Regions from separate parts of the Mus musculus genome. Here all the other regions are linked to region 3. A link is a contact called in public Hi-C and promoter capture Hi-C data. All regions are on one chromosome and are shown on one strand. Each heading gives the region's core, a stretch centred on a gene start, on an enhancer-like site or on the middle of the called end of the contact. The rest is flanking DNA. Distances are from core to core; before and after follow the strand shown. Region 1 overlaps Ncoa3 (nuclear receptor coactivator 3). Region 2 holds the start of 5031425F14Rik (RIKEN cDNA 5031425F14 gene). Region 3 has its middle 12 kb from the start of Gm11468.

Evidence for each region. Hi-C and Micro-C count contacts between places; a contact is called where the count stands out from the background. Capture Hi-C pulls out chosen DNA fragments and counts their contacts.
Region 1: a contact with region 3 is called in a promoter capture Hi-C map of adipose tissue. The contact joins two enhancer-like sites. A contact is called at or near these places in 4 of 484 Hi-C or Micro-C datasets (bone marrow-derived macrophages, cortical neurons, embryonic stem cells and 1 more), 1 of 115 datasets of contacts at active chromatin or transcription factors (embryonic stem cells) and 3 of 9 other capture datasets (adipose tissue, embryonic stem cells and liver).
Region 2: a contact with region 3 is called in a Hi-C map of bone marrow-derived macrophages, with 34 read pairs. The contact joins the promoter of 5031425F14Rik here to the enhancer-like site in region 3. A contact is called at or near these places in 4 of 484 Hi-C or Micro-C datasets (bone marrow-derived macrophages, brain, cerebral cortex and 1 more), 4 of 115 datasets of contacts at active chromatin or transcription factors (SST interneurons, embryonic stem cells and neural progenitor cells) and 2 of 9 other capture datasets (embryonic stem cells and embryonic tail).

The regions. Positions count from the first base shown.
Region 1 is chr2:166,071,708-166,074,879 of GRCm38.p6, reverse strand. Ncoa3 (nuclear receptor coactivator 3) reads right to left here. Exons shown (of 23, transcript NM_008679.3): 23 at 1,638-3,172. Sulf2 (sulfatase 2) reads left to right here. Exons shown (of 21, transcript NM_028072.5): 21 at 62-981. The coding sequence ends at 92. Among named protein-coding and RNA genes, the nearest start is that of Gm52534, 47 kb to the left of the region's middle. Within about 2 kb of position 1,634, at least 25 of the 459 cell types and tissues checked have an H3K27ac peak or open chromatin away from gene starts, as enhancers often do. A contact at or near this core is called in adipose tissue, where this site is marked.
Region 2 is chr2:166,445,812-166,449,004 of GRCm38.p6, reverse strand. 5031425F14Rik (RIKEN cDNA 5031425F14 gene) reads right to left here and starts at 1,554. Exons shown (of 3, transcript NR_015558.3): 1 at 358-1,554.
Region 3 is chr2:166,259,915-166,263,406 of GRCm38.p6, reverse strand. No RefSeq gene overlaps it. Among named protein-coding and RNA genes, the nearest start is that of Gm11468, 12 kb to the left of the region's middle. Within about 2 kb of position 1,361, at least 42 of the 459 cell types and tissues checked have an H3K27ac peak or open chromatin away from gene starts, as enhancers often do. A contact at or near this core is called in adipose tissue, bone marrow-derived macrophages, brain and 2 more, where this site is marked.

The DNA.
Region 1 (3,172 bases), core at 385-2,884, 190 kb after region 3:
GGGGCTGACTTAAATCCAGATAACACTGTAATCACAGGCTGATGTGCACTTTGTTCTGCAGGGGACAGCTATGGGAAGGTTGGGAAGGCTAAGCGGCCATAGAGAGAGGAACCTCCAAAACCAGGGGCCTCGTGTGGCTGCCCAGGCCATGCAAAAAACACCCGATTCCCAGAAGATGAATGTTGGAACTGGGAGACCTGACAGAAGGCAGGGCCTGCTCTTGGGACAGGAAATCCTGGAGGACAGCGCCTGGACTTTCCGATGCTCAGTTTCTTTGCCCTGCTTTGCTCTGGATCAAACCTCACTGGCTGCTCTGGGATGCGTGCTCACACCTGGAGTCTCTGCTCACCCTTTCAGAGGCTCACAAAGACAAAGGAACTAATTTCCATGGACACTTCCTCCAGAGATGGAAATTGCTGGGATTCGCCCACTCCTCCCCTGCACCCCTCCCCCAGTCATCTAGGGAAGCAAGCTTGTTTTAACCTTCTTACTCTTTGGAGAAAGCACGGACATCCCAGGTGCTGTCAACCTCACAGTCTTGACAAAGTCTATAGCACAAAACAGTACCATTCACCAGGCTGGTTGACCTGGCTGGCTCAGAAGCTGCCTTCACCACATACATGACCGCTCACACGTAACCAACACAGGGAATTGTAGGGGAATCTCACTAATATGAAATCCCGCTTTTCAAGAGTCGCGGTGTCAATAAACGCTGTGGCTAGGATCAAGGATAATCCCTTGAGCTTTCAGACATTTATTCCTGCCCGGGATTCGTTCCTTTGTTATCCATCCCAGAACTGATGTTTTTCTAAGGTACCGAAACCCCAAGTTGATGTGTGTCCTGTGTTTTAATGACATTGTATTTGTAAAGTTTTGTAGTATAAGTACCATCTTACAGTGTTCCTGCCCCCAGCCAATGTCTAGCTATTGGTATGAAAAAAAAAATCTTTGAATTTTTGTAAAAGGCTATCTTGGGACTTTTTTGCTCTTTATTATTATCATTTTTTTCTTGAAGCACTCAAGATGTTGTCGACCTTCAGCTGAGGGTTGGAGAAGCAGAGGGTAATACATTAATAGTAAACCTCTCCGATTCAAGGGACCTCATAGGTAAGTCTCACCAGCTTTGGGGCATCGATCTGTGAAGCAAAGCATCCAACTGCACCAACCCTTTGTTCATCCAGGTAGGGTAACCTGGTCAATATGGCTGCCAGAAAGCAGCTGTCAGAGCTTCGGAGGTGGGGGTGGAAATGTCAGCCCAACCCGACTCAGCAGAGGGGGCTCACATTTCTCTAAACCAGCAGTTTTCAAGCTGGGGCTCCAACGACCCTTTCACAGGGGTCCCTAAGGCCATCAGAGAGCACATTTAAATGTTACAGTTCACAACAGTAACGAAGTCACAGCTAAGAAGTAGCAACAGTAGCAGACCGGTGGCTGGGGAGCCCCACAGTATGAGGAACATAATTAAAGGGTTGCAGCAATAGGGATGCTGGAGAACCACTGGTCTAAACTATCCCACAGTTTTCCAGGCTCCCAGGAGAACGAACTGTTCCGACCTCGCAGACACAGTGTCCTCCTCACTCCTTATCCCGCTTTCACCCCTGCCCTGGGTGTGGAGAGAGGAAAAGCATGCGGAGGCGGAGGCTTAAATAGAAACCTTTATTTACAAGAGCATCCAGACAGTCGGCAAGGCATCCAAAGCTCACCCAACTGAGTCACCGAATGGTTTCCATTCCTTGCGGTGTAAAGAATGACACCATCTTAAGTGACACTTATATAAATGTGATTAACCCCAAATGTGTTCTCAGTGGTGTCGGTCAGTTCCTGAGAATTTACTGCTCTTGGAGTGACATTTCCGTCTTCTTCAGAACTCCTTATTTTCAAAAGAAGAGAAAAAGGGAGGAGGCAAGAGAAAAACAAAACACCGCCCTGTTTTTAATCGCCTGCACTGGAGGTAAACACACCTGTTGCTTCATGGCAGGGCCAGATTCGAGCTCACCTAGAGGTCTGCTCCTGGTAACACTCTACTGCAGATAGAAAGGGACTGGACTGGCGTGTTGTAAACTGGAAACTCTCTGCACAGTCCAGCTGCACCTACCCCTGAATCAAGCCAATTATGTGCCCTAGTACCCACTGCCTCTGGCCCCGACCCACCTCAGCATCTAATGCTGATGAACCGGGTAGGCCTGTTAATGACAGGGGCACAGTTTAGAGAGAAAGCGTTCTGATACCAACAGCAACAGTACAGCTTCATTTATTTTTGAAGAAACATGTTGCCTTAATATCATTTGGATCTTCATAAAATACATTTTTATTTATATATCTTTGGATTCAGCAAAAAAAAAAAAAAAAAAAAAAAAAAGGTAGGTACTGGAAATGTCCCCACATCATAAAAGCAGATGAAAAGAATACTTTTATACCATTTGCCCCAAGGACACCTAGGTTTAAAGAGGGGCCAGGGAGGAGTGGAGGCGAGGTAGGCAAGAAGAGTACAAAGAGAATGACCCAAAAAAGATTTAAGGACAATTCAGGTAAAAACAACAAATTATCTGAGAGGCTATTAAAAGGAAATCCGAATTTTGAACTGGCACCAATAAAAATCAGTAAGTAGAAAATATAAAAACATAATAAACTTCATTTGTCTCCCCATATAAAAAGGGGGTACCAACCAGTTGGCCTGGAGCTGGGGTGCTGAGGGCAGAATCAAGGTCTCTCCAAGTTAAGGGAAGAGCACCACTGTGGCCTACACCTAAGCATGGCGGGCTCACCGCGCCCAGCCAGATCGGGTGTCAGCGGCAAAACACAGCACACAATGGAAACGAGGACAGTGAGCTGATCATGACCAAAGCACGTTGAGAAGCCAAGTCCATCCACAGGTGCTTCTGGAAATGTGAGCTTCACTCACAGAGAGTTCAGAGAATGAAGCTGTGCTCCCTTGGGGGGGGGGGGGGCGGGGGGAGGTGGTTGGGGGTGGAGGACAACTGGCTAAACGTGTGACTCTTAAACATTGACTGGATCTCGGACAATGACACCAGGGCTGGTGGAGAAACAAAGCTACAGATGGTTTACTAACCTAATGCCATCTAACTGTTTGAACCTAAGGACCCAAATAAAGGCATTACACTTGGTTTCCCTACTTCACACTGACGAGGACAGGTGCCAAGAGGAGGCAGAG
Region 2 (3,193 bases), core at 305-2,804, 190 kb before region 3:
GCTCCAGGGTCGTGTTCACCCTCTTGAACTGACTCCTACCACCTGCCCACCTGATCCGCTGCATCCCACGAGCAGGCAGGGGAAGGGGAGTGAGGGCAGCCAGCGTGTGGGACACCAGGAAGTGACGACACGGTGTCACAGTCACCACTGCTGCTGTCGTGACAACTCATGGCAGTGTCTGAAAGGGAGTCCCTGTCACTGTGGGGTGTGGGTTACCAACTTCTCACGTCCTCATCAGTGAGCCATGGAAAGGCTTAGTGATAACCGAGCTGTTGCTTTTCTTCTTTGGTCTGTTGGTATCTCCAACCCCGTTATGCCTGTGACGGCCCACTTGGAAATGGAGGCAGACAAACTTACCACCATCTCTCTAACCAAGCAGAGTGCCCAGCAACCGAAGCAGGCGTTCTGAAAACCCCACTTCCCACCTCTGCCAGTGCAGAGGTCGCTGTGAAGGTCAGTGATGACTCGGCCCCTAATCCTGAGTCCTAGTCCCTTCCTGCCCTGCTGACCGACTGGAGGCCATCTCATGGCTCATGATTCCTCACGAACCCAATCCCAGTGCCAGAGTCAGAGCTTCACAGGCTCATGGCCTCTGTGTGCCAGAACAGATTCAGCTTGGAAGCAGGCCAGTTGCTTACAGCTCCAAAATGGCTTGGCAAAGCGTCTGAGACACGGCCTGTGGTCTGTGCTGGGTGAAAACTCGCCCACATTTGTTAGCGATTAACTGATCTGCAGATGGAGCTCAGTACACCTCCGTGACCCACAGATAAACCAGCTCACTCCTAACAAGAGAGGCAGCTCGGGACTGTTCCAGCTCGGGGCTGTTCCAGCTCGGGGTCTCTCCAGCACAAGGCTGCTCCAGCTCAGGGTCCCTCCAGCACAGGGCTGCTCCAGCTCAGGGTCCCTCCAGCACAGGGCTGCTCCAGCTCAGGGTCCCTCCAGCACAGGGCTGCTCCAGCTCAGGGTCCCTCCAGCATAGGGCTGTTCCAGCTCAGAGTCTCTCCAGCTCAGGGCTGCTCCAATTCAGAGTCTCTCCAGCTCAGGGCTGCTCCAGCTCAGGGTCCCAGCACAGGGCTGCTCCAGCTCAGGGTCCCTCCAGCACAGGGCTGCTCCAGCTCAGGGTCCCTCCAGCACAGGGCTGCTCCAGCTCAGGGTCCCTCCAGCACAGGGCTGCTCCAGCTCAGGGTCCCTCCAGCACAGGGCTGCTCCAGCTCAGGGTCCCTCCAGCACAGGGCTGCTCCAGCTCAGGGTCCCTCCAGCACAGGGCTGCTCCAGCTCAGGGTCCCTCCAGCACAGGGCTGCTCCAGCTCAGGGTCCCTCCAGCACAGGGCTGCTCCAGCTCAGGGTCCCTCCAGCATAGGGCTGCTCCAGCTCAGGGCTGCTCCAGTTCAGAGTCTCTCCAGCTCAGGGCTGCTCCAGCTCAGAGTTATTGGGAGGAAATATCACCAGAGAAAGAAAGGAGCCTAGAGCGTGAAAGCAGGGTGTGAGGCAAGTCCCAGGAAGTTCTGGGGAGGCCAATGGTCATGTGTTGCTTCTGGAGTCTGTGGCTCTCCTGTAGCCCTCTTCTTGTGGGAAAGATGGGGAAGGAGAGGAAGTGAAGGGGGTTCTGGAAGTTGGGGGGTCTTTCAAACCTTAGGCAGCAGTGGGTGTGTGCTTAAGCTCAGGGCAAATAAATATGGATGAGAAGTAGACATAAGGTTGAATTTCACTCTTCAGATGAAGTGCATCTGGACTCTTGTGGGCAAAGAACCCAAAGATTAAAGCTGCCAGGCCAGCCACAGGCCATGACCACCTAGTTTAACAAGGGCAAAGGGTGGCAGTCACAGGTAGTTACACATCTGAGTGACATTCACGGAAGATACACCTTAAGGGACCAAGGCTTCCTCTGGGTTCACATGGTGACAAAGCGCCCTTTCTCATGGTGGGAAAGGCATTCATGGCAGAGTCCCCTGTGACTCCCCACTGTGGCTGCCGGAATCTCCCACTGCTTGCTTAGATCCTAGAGCACTGGTTTTCAATCTATGGGTTGTGACCCCTTTGGGACTCACATATCAGATCCTGTGTATCAGATACATACGTTATGATTCACGAGAGCAACAAATTACAGTTATGAAGTAGCAACAAATAATTTTGTGGTTGGAGGTCACCACAACATGAGGAAGTGTATCAAAGGGTCACTGTATTAGGAAGTTTGAGAACCACTGGCCTAGAGGCTCAGGAAACAGCCAGGACTGCTATACCAGGGGTGGGGCTAAGAAAGGCCCAGCCACAAGTGACTCACTTCCTCCAACTAGACCCTATATATAGAAGGATTCTAAAATCCCCCAAACAGAGCTGCTGACAGGACACTAGGTGGTCAAGCCCAGGAACCCAAGGGGACGGTTCACACTATCAGGTGGAACTTAATCTGGATCCTTATAGCAAAGGAAGGGTGGTGGATTAGACACACAGGGTAGCTCACACAACCCAGGAGTTGCCAGTGTAATCTCACCAAGCAGAAACGTTGAATTTTGTTGACTAAGGTTTTTTAAAAACCTACCACTGACCATGTGGCCCACATGAAGGGGCAGCAGAGAGATTTATCATGGTACTGTTTACTTCACTGGGAAAGTGGAAGTCACAGGGACAGAAAACACACCACTGCTATACAGCTCCAACACCAGACATCCCAGGGGTCTCCAAGAAGGACACTTCTTATTCATCTCCTCTCTGAGCCCTGGATGGGCTGGTTAGAACAAAGAACAAATAAGAAAAGAGCAGGCTGGGTCAGGCTGCAGGAACAAACAGGGGCTTCCACAGGAAGAGGGTCTCTCCCTGTCCCCACTCTGGGACATGGATGGAGAGTGGCTTTCTTCCTGTTCCTACAGGAGCACAGGCAGGGCGCTTACATACAGCTTAGCGCTTGTTCTTCTGCCCCAGTGTGACACCCAGGAAGTAGGAGAGTGACAGACCCCGCTGTCACCCCTGGGACTGTGGAGTGGCTTCCATGAGACGCTTCCACAGAGCATGGAGGGATCTAAGCCCCACCAGTGTGTCTGGTAGCGCCAGGTCCCCGTGTGCCTGTGTGCTGTGCACTCTCAGGCTGCAGAGCTTCTTCCTAACGCAGCCCTGTGCAGGGCACAGCTGGAGAGGGGACAGCTGATTTCAACCTGTGTCCTGGTCCCAGCCACAGCCCTGATTTAACCACACAGGC
Region 3 (3,492 bases), core at 112-2,611:
TGGGAGCCTTGGTGGACAAGCTTCCGAGAGGGATTCCGACTCACTCGGGGTCTGGGGGGGGGGGGATGGCTCAGTGGTTAGAGCACTTGGTGCTTCTATAGAGGACCCAGACTCGGTTCCCAGCACCCACAGCAGGTGGCTCACCACTGCTTATAACTTCCGTTCCACGGGATCTGATGTCCCATTCTGGCTTCCACAGGCACCTGCATGCAAACTCATGAATGCACATATGCACAAAAATAAAAAATAAAGTAAGACTTATTCTAGAGTCCAAAGAAAATGTTCTTCTCTTTCCTTCCCCGCCACTCCACTGTGTGTGTGTGCGTGCGTGTGCGTGTGCGTGTGTGTGTGTGTGTGTGTGTGTGTGTGTGTGGTGGGATGTGGGGGTCCTTAGGGTAAAGAAAGAAACAAATGAGGAACGTTACTGTTTACAGTGGAGGACATGGGTACCAACAGCCAATTTGTTTCAAATTCAAAAGTGTCTGGAACAACAACAAAATCCTACCAGACCCTGTACCCAGGGCATCTAAATTCCCTGACATCTCCCTCTGAAACTTGTTATCCGGGGCCTGAGGGTGGTGTTCGGGAGTCACTGGTACCCAATATAGAACTTCTAAATGTGACCTTTCTCGTCCACATGGGCATGCCGTTTATGTGGTCCTGTTTTCAAGAGTTTCACTGTAATTCCACTGCCTGGTGGGGTGGTTAGTGGGTGATACTCTGCCAGTTCTCACACTCCTTGCCTGGAAAAGAGGATGAATGAACTCGGAGTCCATGAGAAGAGGTGACTCCACTCACCCCACCCCTGCAAATTCTCCCATCTTGGTTCCAAGCTTGGTTCTGTAAGTCCCAAAGGCTGAATTCCCCTTGGTACCCAGGGACATCAGCAGTCACAGCCGCCACTCTGGAAGCCCCTGGGAGGCAGGCGAGTGGGTATACTTTGCACTCAGGGGTCCTTACTCTTCCTTTGTCACCTCTTAACTAAGGACAGAACTCGTGTGAGTGTCAGCAAGTGCTCTCCCACTTGGGTACGAGCCATATTTCCAAGCCTCTTTAGCTTTTCCTTTTGAGGCAGGGTCTAAATTCCCCAGGAACTTGGCCTTGCACCTGACCTGTGGTCCTGACTGTCCTGAGTTTGAGGTGTGCCACCTCAGCCTCTGAGAAGGCTCAGGGGGTTCAAGTCTGTTGCACCACACCCAGCTAACTTGGGGCTGCTTCCTCGAATCCTCGACTTCTGGTGGCTCATGCTGCCTTTGCATCCTTGGGGGTATCCAGTGACATCTTAACACACCCATGTCAGCCTGTGCTTCGGAGGAAGGTCGATGTGGATCCTCAGAGGATGTGCTGGGGTGAAAGCTGAGCGCTGACTTCCCTCCCTCATCCACAGCTGTTTCCTGTCACGGGTCACAGCCCTTGGAGGCCACTGCTGAATGCCCAAATGTCTTTTTCTAATGACCCTGCAAGTTTCCTGAGAGGCTGCTCTGTGGGTGACAGTCAAAGGGGCACTGTCAGATTCTCTGAGGGCTGTAGACGGTCTCCATCCTGTCCCCACACACTTGTAGTTAACAGATAGAACTTTCAGTTGTGAGGACACCCACAGTCCCTGCCCGAGTTTGGCACTGGGTACCTTCCCCAGCATGGCTCCATTTATCTGTGAGGCCTGTCCCTGGAGGGAGTCACATCCAAGGTGGCTGACTGCTTGGCCCTTCCTCTTTGTTCCCTCCCTGAAGTTTATGCTGCCTCATCCAATCTCAGAGCCTCTGCCAGAATCTGTAATGAACATATATTTCCACACAGACTTTTTAAATTGGTCCAATCTTCTGGGATCCCAGTGTCCACATTATAGACATCACGGGGTTCCAAACCGAGCCCAGAGTTTAAAAGAGAGCTGAGCCTCATTCTCTCAGATGCTTGAGAGAAACACTTCTCCTGGCCAGCAGCGTAGGGTACCGGGAATGCTTTAATAGTTGCTTTATCAGCTCCTCTGTCAGGAAGCCTCTTGGCCGATGAAACATTAAGCCGTTTGAAAAGTATTTTTTTTAACTTCTTTGTGTGAAGCCCTCTTAGATGTGAGAAAGAGTGGGATTCAGCTCAAGCAAATGAAGCAACTCTCCGAGAGTCCCCATCCTTGCCAACAATTTTGCTGCAGTCTGAACGGTGCCAGTATGACACAGGGCCCACTGCTGCAGGCGTCAAGTAGGGCATTTACTAATTCAGAACTCTAAGACTTTGGTAGAGTGCTTGCCTAACAGGCATGGAGCTGTGGGTTCAGCCCAAAGCACTCACTAAACCAGACATGGCGGTCTATACTCCAGCTCTCAGGAAGCAGGAGCAACAGGGGCAGGAGTTCAAAGCCATCTTCACCACATAGGAAGCTGAAAGCCGCAGTTTCCCAGGCCATGACATTGATACCTGCTTCCTTATACATGAAAGTGTGTGTAAGGTGCTGCTGAGAGCGGTGCCCAGAGATGAAAGCAGGGGTCCCTGTTACTGTTGGGGGGCTCACTGAGAACTGTGTTGTGATCTACAGCTGTCAATCACATCTTGGTCTATGAGGCCCTGCTGGCCCTAAGCCCTTAGCGTTACATCCAAATATACGGCCAAGCTCAGAATCTCGTGGGCAGCAGAGGCTTCCAAGGTGGGAGATGCACATTGTATGGAGCTGTCCCCACAGTGTGGGGGACACTCAGTGGAGAAGAGGTTCACTGTGTCATTGTGAACCTCCCCCCAGGTGGCTCCTGTCAGTCCCCTGGGAGGGGTTCATGCACTGAGATGTCGCAATAAGTAGCCATAAAAACTTAGCTAAATGTTTAAATGCAGGCAACTTACTATTGCAATGTCTTAACGACTGGATTTGGCATAGTAGCCTTCAATGAGGCACGATGGTTCCCTCCCATTTGGGTTGTCACAGGGGATGGAATGGATAGAGACAGGGAACGTAGGGCGTGCTGAACCTCAGATGTCAGAGGTGCAGAGGTTAGGATCCTGGGGTGGGCTAGGCCACACAGGTGATACACTTTAAGTGGAGAGGGGAGTGTTGGATCATCCAAAGCTACACTCGGAAGTCACAGGAACAAGATGTATTTATTGTGCTACTAGATCGATATATGTAGAGCTTTCCGAGGGTGGGGGCCACAGCCCCTGGGAGGATGAGGAGAGAAGAGGGTGTGGCTTGGCTGGAGTGGGTGTGGCTACCCTTCTGATCCTTGTTCCTTTTCTGTTATAGAACTCAGGCTGTCACAGAATGGGTCCTTCCTGCTGGGGGAGGCACATGAGACTTCTAGCCGAACTCTAAAACCTCTCCTGCATCAGGTCTGTGACGATACTCAGAACTGTGAGCCACAGCCAACCTTCCCTCCTTTAGCTTGTTTATGTAAGGTGTTTGTCAACTGTGGAGGGGAGCTAACCCACATCCAACCAAGAGGAATGGTTATAGAAGAGGAGGAGATGAAGCCCATTGTGGCAGTACACACCTTTAACACAGCACTCTGG